2 separate regions of the Mus musculus genome follow, and region 1 is linked to region 2. The links are chromatin contacts, called in public Hi-C maps. All regions are on one chromosome and are shown on one strand. Each heading gives the region's core, a stretch centred on a gene start, on an enhancer-like site or on the middle of the called end of the contact. The rest is flanking DNA. Distances are from core to core; before and after follow the strand shown. Region 1 overlaps Ptpn13 (protein tyrosine phosphatase, non-receptor type 13). Region 2 holds the start of 1700016H13Rik (RIKEN cDNA 1700016H13 gene).

Evidence for each region. Hi-C and Micro-C count contacts between places; a contact is called where the count stands out from the background.
Region 1: a Hi-C map of Sertoli cells shows a contact between it and region 2, with 3 times the contacts expected there. The contact joins the enhancer-like site here to the promoter of 1700016H13Rik in region 2. A contact is called at or near these places in 2 of 39 promoter capture datasets (the 3T3-L1 cell line and hippocampal neurons), 1 of 15 datasets of contacts at CTCF or cohesin (the NIH/3T3 cell line), 9 of 484 Hi-C or Micro-C datasets (the C2C12 cell line, MC3T3-E1-derived osteoblasts, Sertoli cells and 5 more), 3 of 115 datasets of contacts at active chromatin or transcription factors (bone marrow-derived macrophages, embryonic stem cells and pancreatic cancer cells) and 2 of 9 other capture datasets (adipose tissue and pancreatic islet).

Annotation. Positions count from the first base shown.
Region 1 is chr5:103,568,015-103,574,914 of GRCm38.p6, reverse strand. It overlaps Ptpn13 (protein tyrosine phosphatase, non-receptor type 13), which reads right to left. Exons shown (of 48, transcript NM_011204.2): 33 at 6,731-6,889; 34 at 5,314-5,485; 35 at 5,007-5,217; 36 at 1,758-1,825. Among named protein-coding and RNA genes, the nearest start is that of Slc10a6, 58 kb to the left of the region's middle. Within about 2 kb of position 5,119, at least 13 of the 459 cell types and tissues checked have an H3K27ac peak or open chromatin away from gene starts, as enhancers often do. A contact at or near this core is called in Sertoli cells, where this site is marked.
Region 2 is chr5:103,652,516-103,659,508 of GRCm38.p6, reverse strand. It overlaps 1700016H13Rik (RIKEN cDNA 1700016H13 gene), which reads left to right and starts at 3,785. Exons shown (of 4, transcript NM_028824.1): 1 at 3,785-4,064; 2 at 4,453-4,587. The coding sequence starts at 4,523. Gm42138 (a long non-coding RNA gene) reads right to left here and starts at 3,812. Exons shown (of 3, transcript XR_880498.2): 1 at 3,387-3,812. It overlaps Gm25721 (a small nuclear RNA gene), which reads right to left and starts at 1,272; the gene lies at 1,102-1,272.

The sequences.
Region 1 (6,900 bases), core at 3,870-6,369, 86 kb after region 2:
GGAAGGGGAGGCAGGTGGTTCTTTCTATGAGTTCAAGGCCAGCCTGGACTACAAAGTCAGTTCCAGGATAGACAGTGTTACACAAAGAAACCCTGTCTTGAAACAAACAAAACTAAAAAAAAAAAAAAAAAATTGAACCTGTATATACTGTTTTCACCTGCAATTCCAGCACTTGGGAGGCAGAGGCAGGAGGATTGCTATGAACTTGAAGCTAGCCTGGGTTACAGAAGGAGACCCTGTACCAAGTCTCACAAAACAAAACAAAATTGTTCAGAACTGAATGATTCAGGTAGGAGACACTGCATGGAAACTATTCCACCTGCACGGGATCAGCGTTACAATGTCACAAGGGCAGAACTGTAGCCACTCTCACTGTGGGGGAGCGACTCATGAGCAGACTGTTCATTTCACAGAGTGCTTTAGCACGGGGCACCATGGGGTGGATACATGGAAAAGCTCTTTAGTGGATTTCTAGATCAACACTTTTCTCTCTTGGCAGCACACGAGTTCTAGGGTTTCTAGCTGAGAATGACCTGTAGGTAATTCTGGCAGAAGATGGAGGTTGTGGAATTTTATGAATGTATTTCTACGACTTTATGGTTGCTGTTATAAAGATCCTAAGAATTGTTTCACTTTCTTTGAAAGCAATATAGAAAGCATTTTAGAACTCTTGGAAAAATACGTTTAAAACCCTATTGTAAATAAGCTATTAGATCTAACAGTCCTCCCCACACACCGTAAGAAATTACAGGTAGGTTATTTAAAATTTCCCATCCTACTCTATAATTCTCTTTCCCCTATTGGTCTTAAACACGTTTGTCCCATGGGAGTCAAGCCAGAGATCAGACAGAGCCCAAGGAGCTTTCCCCAGGTGTGGAGCCCTAGAAATTCAGGCGGACGGCAAATGTTTGTCACGGTTTTTGTCTGCTCTAAAGTGAACTGATCAAGAGCAGGGGAAGGACCCCCGGCTTTCAGGAGCTTTAGCTTAGCAGACACACTGGGCGCTTTCCAGCGTGCTGTTAGTACTCAAGACGCTGCTCTCTGCAAACATGTAAGACTCGCTCTGTGCAGAGTACCAAGCCCTACTTCACACCCTACTTCACACACTCTGTTCCTGACATCTCTCCTACCGCGAGCAATGAAAGCTACGTTTGTAGGTCCCAGTTATATCAACAGGTGGGAATTATAATTTCTGGGTTTAAGTTTTGAGCTTGCTGTTTATTAACTTTGTGGGCTTTGGCAAAGTTATCAAACTTCTCGGTGCCTCGGTTCCTCTTTCTATAAAGTGACAAAACAGCAACTTTAGAATTATCCCGTTTTTATGAGGGTTAAATCACGGACAGGAATGCTTTGTCCAGAATGAATATTAAAGACAATGGCCGCTACAGCTTTGCTACTGTTTCTGTCACGCCACCGCCACAGGAGGTGGATAGTCGTGTCTAGATTTGTATATCCACAATGCCCAGTTGGGTCCCTAGGACAGGGGACACTCTGTGAATAACTATATAAATTCCTAAGCGCTATCCAGGCCTCATTAGAGTCTCTTGAGGTGGAGACTAGGTAGGGTCACACTGTAAGAGATGGAGGCTCCTAGAAGCATTGGGGGCCTCCCGAGGTCTACTCATTTTTCTAATATATATTGAGTTTCACTGATGCTAACACTTAAATAGAGTATTTCCACTTAGATCCAGTAAGACATCCTAGAAAGCTAAAAAGCTTCACCTCTCTGTAAAGTGTGTGAAAGTAAATGTTCATACCGTTGGCTTTGGTGAACCTGGGCGCAGAAATGGCAGCTCTTGTTGTAGGCACCACTGGACAACCGTCTCTGCACAACAGACAAAGGAATTACAAAGGAGAAACAAAACAATTACAAAGGTTTCAAATAGCTTAAACACCCTCTGGACCATGTTCTAGTCATTCCTGAAGCTTCACTTTACATGGGCTGAGTCCTGGCACCTCACAAAAGTGTGGACAGGATTTAATGAACCTCTTCATGTGTGTGTCTGTGTCCCCAGCCCCCACAGTGAGATGGAGGGCGGACGCAGGACGATCCAACAATCTTGGAACCTCACAGGCTGGCCTGACAAGAAGCCGCCTCTCAAACACAATGCAGTGAGGGTGACCTACAGCCACGTGAGGGTCAGACACACAGCTCCCAACCTCTCCTCACAAAGGTTGAAAAAAAAAGAGAGAAGAAAATTAAGGATTTTTTTTTCTCTTCTTTTCCCTTCTCCATTTTCCTCTACTCGGTCCGGGCTGGCCTTAGCCCTGTTCTGTAGCGAGGTTGTGTGAACCACCGATCTTCTTGCTTTTGGTTGCAAGTACAGGAATTATGGGCGTGTAAACCACACTCGGCAAGCGCCGAGTCCTTAGTACTACTACTGTTAGTGACAGAGCCGGAGGCTGGTCTGAAGGCCCCAACCCCTGAACTTCTCTCCACTCTGAGAATGAACCTCTCTGCGTCATCTTTCTTCAGGTTTCAGTCCAGCACATCTGCCTAGTGCTCTGCCCACTTAGGAACATTAATGTGCTTTCCAAAGATGCCTGGAGTTCTGAGAACCATGAAGACGTCGCTTTACAGAGCATGAGAAACAGGAACGTAACTTGGACTATTAGGACCCTGTTGTCACTGCTGGAACCTTAGCAGATCAAGGATGAGGCAGGAAAGCCAAAGTTAGAGACAGAGGCCGAGCAACAAAAGTAAAGTATGGCAGGTGCTGCTTTAAACATGGGTGGGCAAGAAGCCAGGGAAAGTGGTGAATACAAGACACTGGATTCTTCTCGTAACCTACAGAAGGAACATGATCCCACTGAAACCCTGACCATCCCAGTGAGAGCCATTCATATTTCTGACCTCCAAAACTGCAGAGATGATAATCTTGTGTTGTTTACTGTAATTTGACAGAGGAGCCATGGGAAATCAATACCCATGTGTTCTAACAGTTGCCCTGTACAAGTGAAGGAAGCTGCTGTCAGCATTTGATGCTGTGGGTGTGGCTCGGCTGTGCTTCACCAGTTGATGCAAGTTCTTCCTTTTTTTAAAATTATTTTTAATTAGGTATTTTCTTCATTTACATTTCAAATGCTATCCTGAAAGTTCCCTATACACTCCCCGTGCCCTGCTCCCGAACCCACCCACTCCTGCTTCCTGGCCCTGGCATTCCCCTGTACTGGGGCATATGATCTTCGCAAGTCCAAGGGCCTCTCCTCCCAATGATGGCCGACTAGGTCATCTTATGCTACATATGCAGCTAGAGACATAGCTCTGGGGAGCACTGGTTAGTTCATATTGTTGTTCCTCCTATAGGGTTGCAGACCCCTGTAGCTCCTTGGGTATTTTCTGTAGCTCCTCCATTGGGGGCCCTGTGTTCCATCCAATAGCTGACTGTGAGCATCCACTTCTGTGTTTGTCAGGCACTGGCGTAGCCTCACAGGAGACAGCTATATCAGGGTCATGTCAGCAAAATCTTGCTGGCGTATGCAATAGTGCTAAGAGGGCTGATTCCACCCAGGTTCTGGGAATGAGGCGTGGCCACCCAAAGCCACCTGGTTTATTTCTATCTTCTGCTGCAGTTCACAGATTGGCCATATTGTAGGCCTGGGCACAACAGTGGTGACTGTGGGATCCCCGCTTGAAAATGGCTCTAGATGGAGGCATGTGAGAAGAACAGCTGGAGCAATCATCTGGTCGCCATAGAGAAAACCGATACACCAGAAATAATGGCAAAGAGCAAGAGGAACCAGATGACTTACACAAACCAATAAACTCCCTTTCTTGGCCAAACAGAACTGAGGTATGTTTCTGGTCCTTGCAATGTACTTGATATGTACTAACTGCCTATTAATTGGAGTCACACTGAAGCATTTCCCTGCTTAGCTGTTTCCCTTCTTAGACTCTATATGGAACTCTCTTCTACTGTTACTCTTTTATTGGCTGTGAATTAGTAATTCTGTAATGCCTGTATGAGGGTACAAGCACAACCAATGACTGAACTGTATGCTTACAGACCCAAAAGGCTGTAAATGACTGTCCAGTATCTTGTGCATGCAGACATACACAACTATAAGGCTGTAGACTAACGCCCAGTACCTTGTGCATGCATATACCCAAGGCTATAGACTACTGCCCAGTACCTTATCCATACACACACCCAAGGCTGTAGACTACTGCCCAGTACCTTGTGCATACACACACCCAAGGCTGTAGACTACTGCCCAGTACCTTGTGCATACACACACCCAAGGCTGTAGACTACTGCCCAGTACCTTGTGCACACACACCCAAGGCTGTAGACTACTGCCCAGTACCTTATGCATACACACACCCAAGGCTGTAGACTACTGCCTAGTGCCTTATGCATACACACACCCAAGGCTGTAGATTACTGCCCAGTACCTTGTGCATACACACATCCAGGCTGTAGACTACTGCCCAGTGCTTTATGCATACACACACCCAGGCTGTAGACTACTGCCCAGTACCTTGTGCACACACACCCAAGGCTGTAGACTACTGCCCAGTACCTTGTGCACACACACCCAAGGCTGTAGACTACTGCCCAGTACCTTGTGCATACACACACACAAGGCTGTAGACTACTGCCTAGTGCCTTATGCATACACACACCCAAGGCTGTAGATTACTGCCCAGTACCTTGTGCATACACACATCCAGGCTGTAGACTACTGCCCAGTGCTTTATGCATACACACACCCAGGCTGTAGACTACTGCCCAGTACCTTGTGCACACACACCCAAGGCTGTAGACTACTGCCAGTACCTTGTGCACACACACCCAAGGCTGTAGAGTACTGCCCAGTACCTTATGCACACACACACCCAAGGCTGTAGAGTACTGCCCAGCACCTTGTGCACACACACACCCAGGCTGTAGACTACTGCCCAGTACCTTGTGCATACACACACCCAGGCTGTAGACTACTGCCCAGTGCTTTATGCATGCATACATATACCCAAGGCTGTAGACTTACTGCCTAGTTCCTACCTTGTTACTTTCAGCACCACTGAAGGAAGTGACAGGTCCAATGCCCTGTTTGCATCTTCCAAGGTCATTCCTTGTGTGCTGACTCCGTTCACATAATGGATGATGTCTAATAGCTGGAGACTACCGTCAACAGCTGCAGCTGACCTTGGGTTGATATCACTAATATACACCACTCCATGTGGACTGCCTTGACCTCCAGACAGGGAAAATCCTTCAAAGAACAGAAAACAATTATTTCTCAGTCACAGGAGTCTTGCTTTTAATGACGCATGGAGGCCGTCCTGAGCAAAGCTTGTGCTTTCCTTACCTAACTCCTCTCCGTGGCATGTGACTGTAATGTCGGGCAGCAGATGGGGAAATACTGGCATCCTGGGTAACTCCAGAATCCGCCCAAGAACTAATCTGACTGTTTTGGGTGCGGCTCGCAGCAGATTCACTGCATCTGTGTGGGTCATGTTTGTAACGTCTGTATCATTAACCTACAGAAGGAGAGAGAGGTAAGCTAAGGTTTGGTTTTTGGAACAGGAAACATAATTATAGTCTTTATCAGCCAGTAAGAGATTTATGGTGATGCAGTCTCTAATTTATTAGAATCTCTTTGCCTGCAGAGATTAGAGAGACAATGGTCAAGCCATTATGAATATAAAGTCGCTTACAAGTAAGTGCATACTTCATTGTCCTCCAGAATGTAAGAAACTGGCTGTCTCATGGACCTGAGATCAAAAGGACTTTCAGTTTAAGCAGCAGCCTGCAGCAATTCCCAAGAACCTATGTATATATGTATATAAAGGCTGTAGCGCAGAATGGTCTGACCCCCTCCCTGCCTTCACATCCCTCGTGCTGGGATTATAGGTGGGTGGCACTGTGTTAGTTCTCTGTAGTGCTGCGGCTTGAGTCCAGGGCTCTGTGCAAGCTACACATGCACTATCAACTGAGCGACACACCTAGTCCCCACCACCCACTTAAGAGACAGGGTCTCATGCTGAGCTTGCAACTTAGTCGAGAGTGATCTTGTATTCCTGACCTGACTGCCTCTACCCGCCAAGCGCTGAGACTTCAGGTGTGTGCACTCTGCCTTTAATTTTTAAGTGGTGGGGGAGAAAACATAAACCAGAGAAACTGTCATAACTTAGCACCTTCCCCAGTGCTGACTTGGTTTTGCTCATGGCTACAGTCTGGATGTGGCTCTCGTGTTAAGAGGCTAGGTCCTCCGCGTGACTAGACCGGAGGTGCACCTGCAGGAGGAGCAGCAGGACCCCGGACTCTCTGGCATCCTCCTGAGGTGGGATCTCTTCCTCTCATCCAGGTGATGCCTTCACTCAGGCTAGCTGCTGGAGCTATGTCTTCAAAGCTCCCATGCAGTGAGATAACTAAGCTTCTTTTGTTTTTAGTTAGCCTGTGTAAGGTATTTCATGATACTGATAAAAGATAGATTGAGACAGCCAGTCACATTTGTAAAAATGTCTCCATTCCCCTTAATTGTCTCACTTTAAAAAAATTATTATTTTATATAGAGCATTTGAGTGTTTTGCCTATTATCTATGTCTGTGTATCATCTGTGTGCCTGATAGCTGCAGAGGCCAGGACTGGAAATCCCTGGAACTGGAGTTACAGGCAGTTGTAAACCAACATGTTGGTGATGGACTTTGAACCCAGGTCCTCTGGAAGAACAGCCTGTGCTCTTAAAGCGCTGAGCCGCCTCTCCAGCCCCTTGGGGGTCTCACCTTTATAAGCCGGTCTCCAGCCTTTAGCCTTCCGTCACCTTTGGCTGGATCCTGTATGACATCATGGACATAACAACCAATACTCTGACTGCCTTTGGTTACTGTAAAGCCCAGACTTCCTTTTTCTGATTTAACCAGGGTAATGAGAAGCTCTACTTCCTAGAGAAAAA
Region 2 (6,993 bases), core at 2,536-5,035:
ACATTTTCTTCTAGTTCACTATCTTTTCTTACTGCCTTTGCTTATGTCCCCTCCCCGCTAGAATTTGGTATTTCCTTTCCTTTCTTTAAAACAACATTTCACTTTATTTTGATGTGTATGGGTGTTTTCCTTGCATATATGTATGTATGTCCACCATGTGTATGTTTAGATGAGGGCATCAGATCTCTTCGGACAGCAGTTACAGAGGGCCATGAGTGACTACATAGGTGCTGGGATTCGAACCTGGGTCCTTTCATAGAGCAGCCAGTGCTCTTACCTGCTGAGCCATCTCTCCAGCCCTTATGACTTTATTTTATATATTCGGGTATTTTCTCTGCATGCATGTCTGTGCATTATATATGTGCAATGCCCTCAGAGGCCAGAAGAGGGTGTGGAATCCTCTGGAACTGGAGACATCAAGGACTCAAACTCCGGGGTGTGCAGCACCCTCTTCTGAACTCCGAAGGCACCAGGCATGCAGGGGGTGCACATACATACACAGTCTTGACTGAAACTCCATAGAGACCCAAAGCTAGAACCATCAACTCAACAGCTCCAGGATTTCTGGTTGTCAGAAAATAAGACAGATTTAGAATCTAGTTCAACTGAACCCAGGGGCCATCTGGTTACAATGCTCAGCACCAAAGTGGCTCTTGTGGTGGCATATGTGTGCATGCCCAGCATTTGGGAGGTAGAGGCAGGAGGATCAGAATGTTGAGCCTATTCTTAGCCACAGAGCCAATAGTAGCTGCCACATAGGCTCTGGGAACGGACCAGATCTTCTGAAGAGCAACACCTGTTCTTCACCACTGAGATATTTCTCCAGCCCCGGTTTGGTATTTTCAAAAGGAATTTCAGAAAATGTTTTTTGTTTGTAAATCTTTAGCAGATAGCCTCCCTCTACGTCCTTTGAATGTTTAGCTTGCTTTCTCCTGGAACAGTGTGGGTACAGAGGTGTCATGCTGTTTGCCGACTGTGTTTACGGGTTCTAAGTGGCTCTGGGTAAGAGTTCGCAGGATCCTCTTAGGGCGAATGTCTATAAAAGTGTGGGTTCTATTCATTTTTATCTTACTTCCTCCTCCTCCTCTTCCTCTTCTAATTTGGGTGAAAATATGAATTCAGTCCTCTACCATAAACCATGTGGTTACACCATGCGGTTACTTTCTCACAGTGGGGAACTCCCTGGGGTCAGCACGTCCAGAGGACACTGGATAAGCCTCACCCTGGGAAAACCACCCTGAAATCATGGTATCTCCTCTGCCCGGTAAGCACTTAGTATTAATCTTAATTATGAAATGAGGCGGGGTTGTGAGATGGCTCAGGGATTAAAGGCTTGCAGCCAAGCCTGATGACCTGAGTTTAGTCCTTAGGACCTGAGTGATGTGCAAGGAGAGAACTGGTTCTTACAAGCTTGTGACTTGCACACTCAGGTCACAGCATGTGTATTCCCAAACACAGGCAAACGCACGCACGCACGCACACACACACACACACACACACACACACACACACACACAAGCATACATACACAAACACACACATACACATACATACACACATATACAAACACACACACACATATACACACACATACACATGTATCACACATACACACATATACACATATACACACATATACAAACACACATACACACATATACACACATACACACATATACAAACACACACACATACACACACATATACACACACATACACATATATCACACACACAGAAATGCAAGTTTAAAAATAAAAAAAGAAGGCAGTGGTGGTGCACGCCTTTAATCCCAGCACTAGGGAGGTAGAGGCAGGTGGATTTCTGAGTTCTCAAATCCAGCCTGGTCTACACAGAGAAACCCTGTCTCGAAACCCCCTCTCCCCCAAAAAGGGGGTGGGGGTGGGGGTGAGGGCTGGAGAGATGGCTCATCAGGTAAGAGCACTGACTGCTCTTCCAAAGGTCCTGAGTTCAAATCCCAGCAACCACATGGTGGCTCACAATCATCCATAATGAGATCTGACTTCCTCTTCAGGAGTGTCTGAAGGCAGTTACAGTCTACTTATATATAATGAATAAATAAATTAATCTTTTTTTAAAAAAGAATTTCTTTTAAAAAATAAAATAAAAAGTTTTTTTTTCTATAAAGAGTACTCTTCTCACAATAAGACATGGTATATGCAATATAATCTGCTGTATAAACTTTACTCCAACAGTTAATGGATTAAACCAATGAACATTATATTTGTTGTTGAGACAGGGTCTCATGTCGTTTAGTCTACTATTGGCTCTGTGGCTAAGAATAGGCTCAACATTCTGATCCTCCTGCCTCTACCTCCCAAATGCTGGGCATGCACACATATGCCACCACAAGAGCCACTTTGGTGCTGAGTATTGTAACCAGATGGCCCCTGGGTTCAGTTGAACTAGATTCTAAATCTGTTTTATTTTCTAACAACCAGAAATCCTGGAGCTGTTGAGTTGATGGTTCTAGCTTTGGGTCTCTATGGAGTTTCAGTCAAGACTGTGTATGTATGTGCACTCCATGCATGCCTGGTGCCTTCGGAGTTCAGAAGAGGGTGCTGCACACCCAGGAGTCTGAGTTGTTGATGGCTGTGAGCCACCACACGGGTGCTTGGAACCAAACTAAGGCTGGTGGGCACATTGCAGTCTCCATCTATGCTAACTGAAATCAAATCGGGCTGAACTCTCCTACACTGGTCACATAATCCATGGTGGGGGGCTTCACCCCTGTGGCACAGACATTCCCCATTTGGACTACAGACACAATGAATCGGGCTTCTATACATTCTAGTTTCTTGTAGGCACAGAAGTACCTTCTACAGATAAGCCAGCTCCGCAGTTGCTGGCGGACATCCCATCATGCAGCTCGTCCCGTAACTTCCCACAACTTTTATTTTTTCTTTTTCTTTTGGAAAATGGAGGAAGCCCGGACATGTTTTCCGGGACATTCTAGGCTCAGTGATAGATCACTATCCTGCTCTGCGTGTGTGTGTGTGTGTGTGTGTGTGTGTGTGTGTGTGTGTGTGTGTGTGTGTGTGTGCGTGTGTGTGTTCATTCTTTGCGCTAGGAGAATTTGCTAGGCAGGGCGGATGGTACTTTCCTGTAGCTCCAGCCTAGCACTTGGGAAGCTGAAATAGATTTGCTGCAAGTCTGAAGCAAGCCTGGGCTACATAGTGGTTCTAGGCCAGTCTGGACTGTTTCAACAAAAACAGAAAAGAACAGCGACAGGTAGAGGGATCAGAGTATTTAACCTTAAAAGCTCGCCCTGAATTCACTATAAATGGAGGAGTTTCATTCCTTCCCTCTCAACAGAACCCTCTGTTTCATAGCGTTGATACTAAACTCACAATGATATAACCCTTACCTCGGGCTAGAAGCTCTCAGGCCTAGTCTTTAGTTCTCATAACCCGTGAAACATACACATATGATAGCCTCTTTGCTTTATGACGTCATTTAGGCTCGACGGAGGGACACAGGGAATGTCCTGGTGTTAGCAAGGGACAACTCTAGCAAAACCCTCCCGCATAGTGCCACGGTTTGCTTGGGACCCTAAGAGGTGCCTACATGAACAGGAACACGGAGCTGTCGCTGGATCCTCGAGAGTGGGCGTGGGACAATGACTGTCACCCACTGGGGCGAAGTGACTCCCATTAGGCAGGCTGGATCTGCGCCCCGCGCGCACACAAAGCCCTTTATTGAGGCACCGGGTGACGCAGGGTAGGCGCCGGGTGAGCGCCTGATGAGCCCCGCACCTGAGCAATCAGGCGCACCAGCAAGCAGGAGCACGAGCAAGCAAGCCGGCGCAAGTCGGCGGCTGGGCCGCTGCGAGTGCGCGGCCATGTGCACCTAGCGCGAGCTGCCCTGGGTCGGGGGCGCGGCCAGGGTGCGGCTGACCTGTGGGGTACAGGGGTTCCGGGAGCAGCACGGGCTGGAAGGGCGAGGCCGGCACTCGCTACCGCGCCCTAGCCGGTTCTGTCTGGAACTGAGAGCAGGAAAGGGCCGTGCCCTTAGGTAGCCAGCGCACCCCTGGGGTTCCATGCCGGTGAGGCTGGGTCGTTGTCCCCACCACAACCACTAGGGCGCGCAGCTACGAGACCAGGCGACGGGACTCAGGAGTACTCAATGACCGCCTACCGTGCCTGGGTGCGGGGGTGGGGGGGGTGGGGGGTGGGGGGGGGTGGGGTGGGGGTTACCAACTGCAGTCTTGCTCCGGATGACCCTCGCCTGGCTTTCCCTCACCTTAGACTCTTACTGAACTGATTGAGCGACTTCCTGGAAATGAACAGAACTAGCTCGTATGTTCATGGTTCAGGTCCAGTGAATGTTTATGATTCTTGACAGCCCTAAATGCTTTCTCCTAGCCTTTGATTATTTGGCCATAAAACTATTCAAATGAGAGCTGTTAATTAGGCCTGTCGCTGTTCTTTCAGGCAAAGTGCAAACAGCGGTGCAGATGTTACATCAGGCTCCTATGTAAGGAAACCACTGTGATCATTTGTCATGGCGTATGGCTTGCCAAGAAGGAACACAGTACAAACCATTTTGAAGGGCAGCTGTTATAAAGTGTAAGTACACACATACACACACATACACACACACACACACATTACCATGGCTGGAGCTTGCAACAGGGGCTGGGCACTTCTGTTCGCATTGTTACTGGAGTATATGGAAGCACTTGAATGGATCTAGATTTTGTCTTAAAAAGACTAGTTGAAAATTATTTTTATTTTGTTTGTACCTGCCTCTGTATTCACACTGCATTTGAGCAGGTGCCCATGAAGACCAAAAGACTGTGTCGGATCCGCTGGTATTGAAGTTACAGGTGTTACAGCGTCTCTCTGTAGATGCTGGCAACCAAACCTAGGTCCTATTTGCAAAAGCTGTTTGTGCTCTTAATGGGTGATCCATCTTTCCAGCTTCCTGAATGGTACTTTTGTAAGAATATATGAACAGGGGTTAGAGACGAAGCTCATGGATTAAGAGCTCTTGCAAAGGACCTGAGATTGGTTTCCTGCAACCTCCCACAAGGTGGCTCACAACCGTCCCTAACTCCGGTTTTATTAGATCTGTCGCCCCCTTCTGGACCAAATGGGCACAAAGCATGCGTGAAATAGACATATATGCAAGCAAAACACCTACATAAAATAATCTGAAAAGTTAAAATGTGCACTCAGGGGAGGGAAGGATTTAGTCAGCTTCATTTCCAGGATGCTTTTAGATTACACGTCATCACTGAAGGAAAGCAGGGCAGAAGCTTGAAGCAGAAACCACGGAGAAACGCTGCTAGCTGGCAAGCTCACAGGCTTACGCTCAGCTAGCCTTATCCCAGATCACCTTCCAGGTAGTGGCACAGCCTGCAGCGGGCTGGGCCCCATTCCCCACAGATGATATGGCCAGAGGCCTTGTGATCTGAGAAATCCCTCAGTTGAGTATCCCTTCTTAGGCCACTCCTGGCTGTGTCAAGTGGACAGTTAAAGCCAATAGACAATTCTAGCAAGACTTCACACCGAAGCAAGCCTTTGAAATGAGAAAAGAGAGGTTTCTAAGTTGATCAAACCAAAGGCATATGCTTACGTTCTGGGAGGCACTGTGTCACCTTGTTTAAAGACATTCTAAAAGTATTGTTTTAGGTTAGCATCTAAAATAATGGGTTCATTTGTATATATGTGTGTGGATATGTGTCTATATATACACATACATATTTATTATCTGTGTATCATTTTTCTTTAGTTTCAGTCATTCAAAAACACCTTTACTACTGCCATCTTAAAACCCAGTTATAGTGTACAAATGTACTAACAGTGCCTGTGTTTTTAAGATGCACGTTTTTGGCTGGTACAAAGGGCCAGTTTAGCTTCCTGTCCTCTTGGGCAGGCTGTGTATAACAACGTGGGCATTCCAGTCTGAAACCCTGAGCTCCAAGCCTGGCATCTCTGCACACTGTGTCTTAGCTTTAATGCCTACATCTGTGACACAATGCACGTCTGTCTGTTGGGTGGGGTGAGCCACTGAAACAATGCGCGTCTAAGACCTGCTGGTTTCGTGGAATACAGAGAGCACATAATGGAAGCACTGCTGTGCAGAAGTTGCACTCTGTGGTACCTAAAAATTGTTTCCTCCTCCTCCTCTTCCTTCTCCTGCTTCTTCCTCTCTTTCCTCCTCCTCCTTCTCCTGCTTCTTCCTCTCTTTCCTCCTCCTCCTCTTCTTTTGATACAGGATCTTATCTGTGTAACCTTAGCTGGCCTTCATGAACTGGCCATGCAGGCCAGGCTGTTTTTTAACTTCTGTCTCCCAGATGTGGGGACTAAAAGGCATGCACAACCATGCTTGGCTTTTACCTTTTAATCCCTCTGTTTGGTTTATGGCATTTACCATCATGAGGCGAGCAAAGTTTTCTTTTCAGTGTTCTAAGATGTCAGTGTGGATCCTTAACGGGCTGCACAAGATTATGATTCATTACACTCGGTTCAGGTTTGCTAGTTAGGTGTGGTTTAGACCTCGGACTACAGGCAGTACCATTCTAATAAATATCACTTCAATTATAGATCAGGTGGCACAGGTCTGTAAACCCAGCCACTTGGGAGACTGAGGCAGGAAGATTATAAATCGAAGACTTGCCTATGCAGTTAAGTAAAAATAAATACATTAGTCATAAAACACCCCGAACCCGCAGAAAACCCACCAACACAGTATAGACATTGTATAAAAGAAAAAAATAGGAAATACTGTTTTTGTGCGGTGCTGGGAATCAAATCTGGGCCCCCATGCTTGCTTGGTAAACAGTCTAGTAGCTGAGCTATAACTCCAGACCCTTAGGTGTGTCTTTCTTAATAGACTTTGAGATGATTTCTGTGCTTTTAATAACTTTCATTTAAAAATATTCCTCTCTCTCTCTCTCTCTCTCTCTCTCTCTCTCTCTCTCTCTCTTTCTCTCTTTCTGTGTGTGTGTTCACATACTAAGCACATAT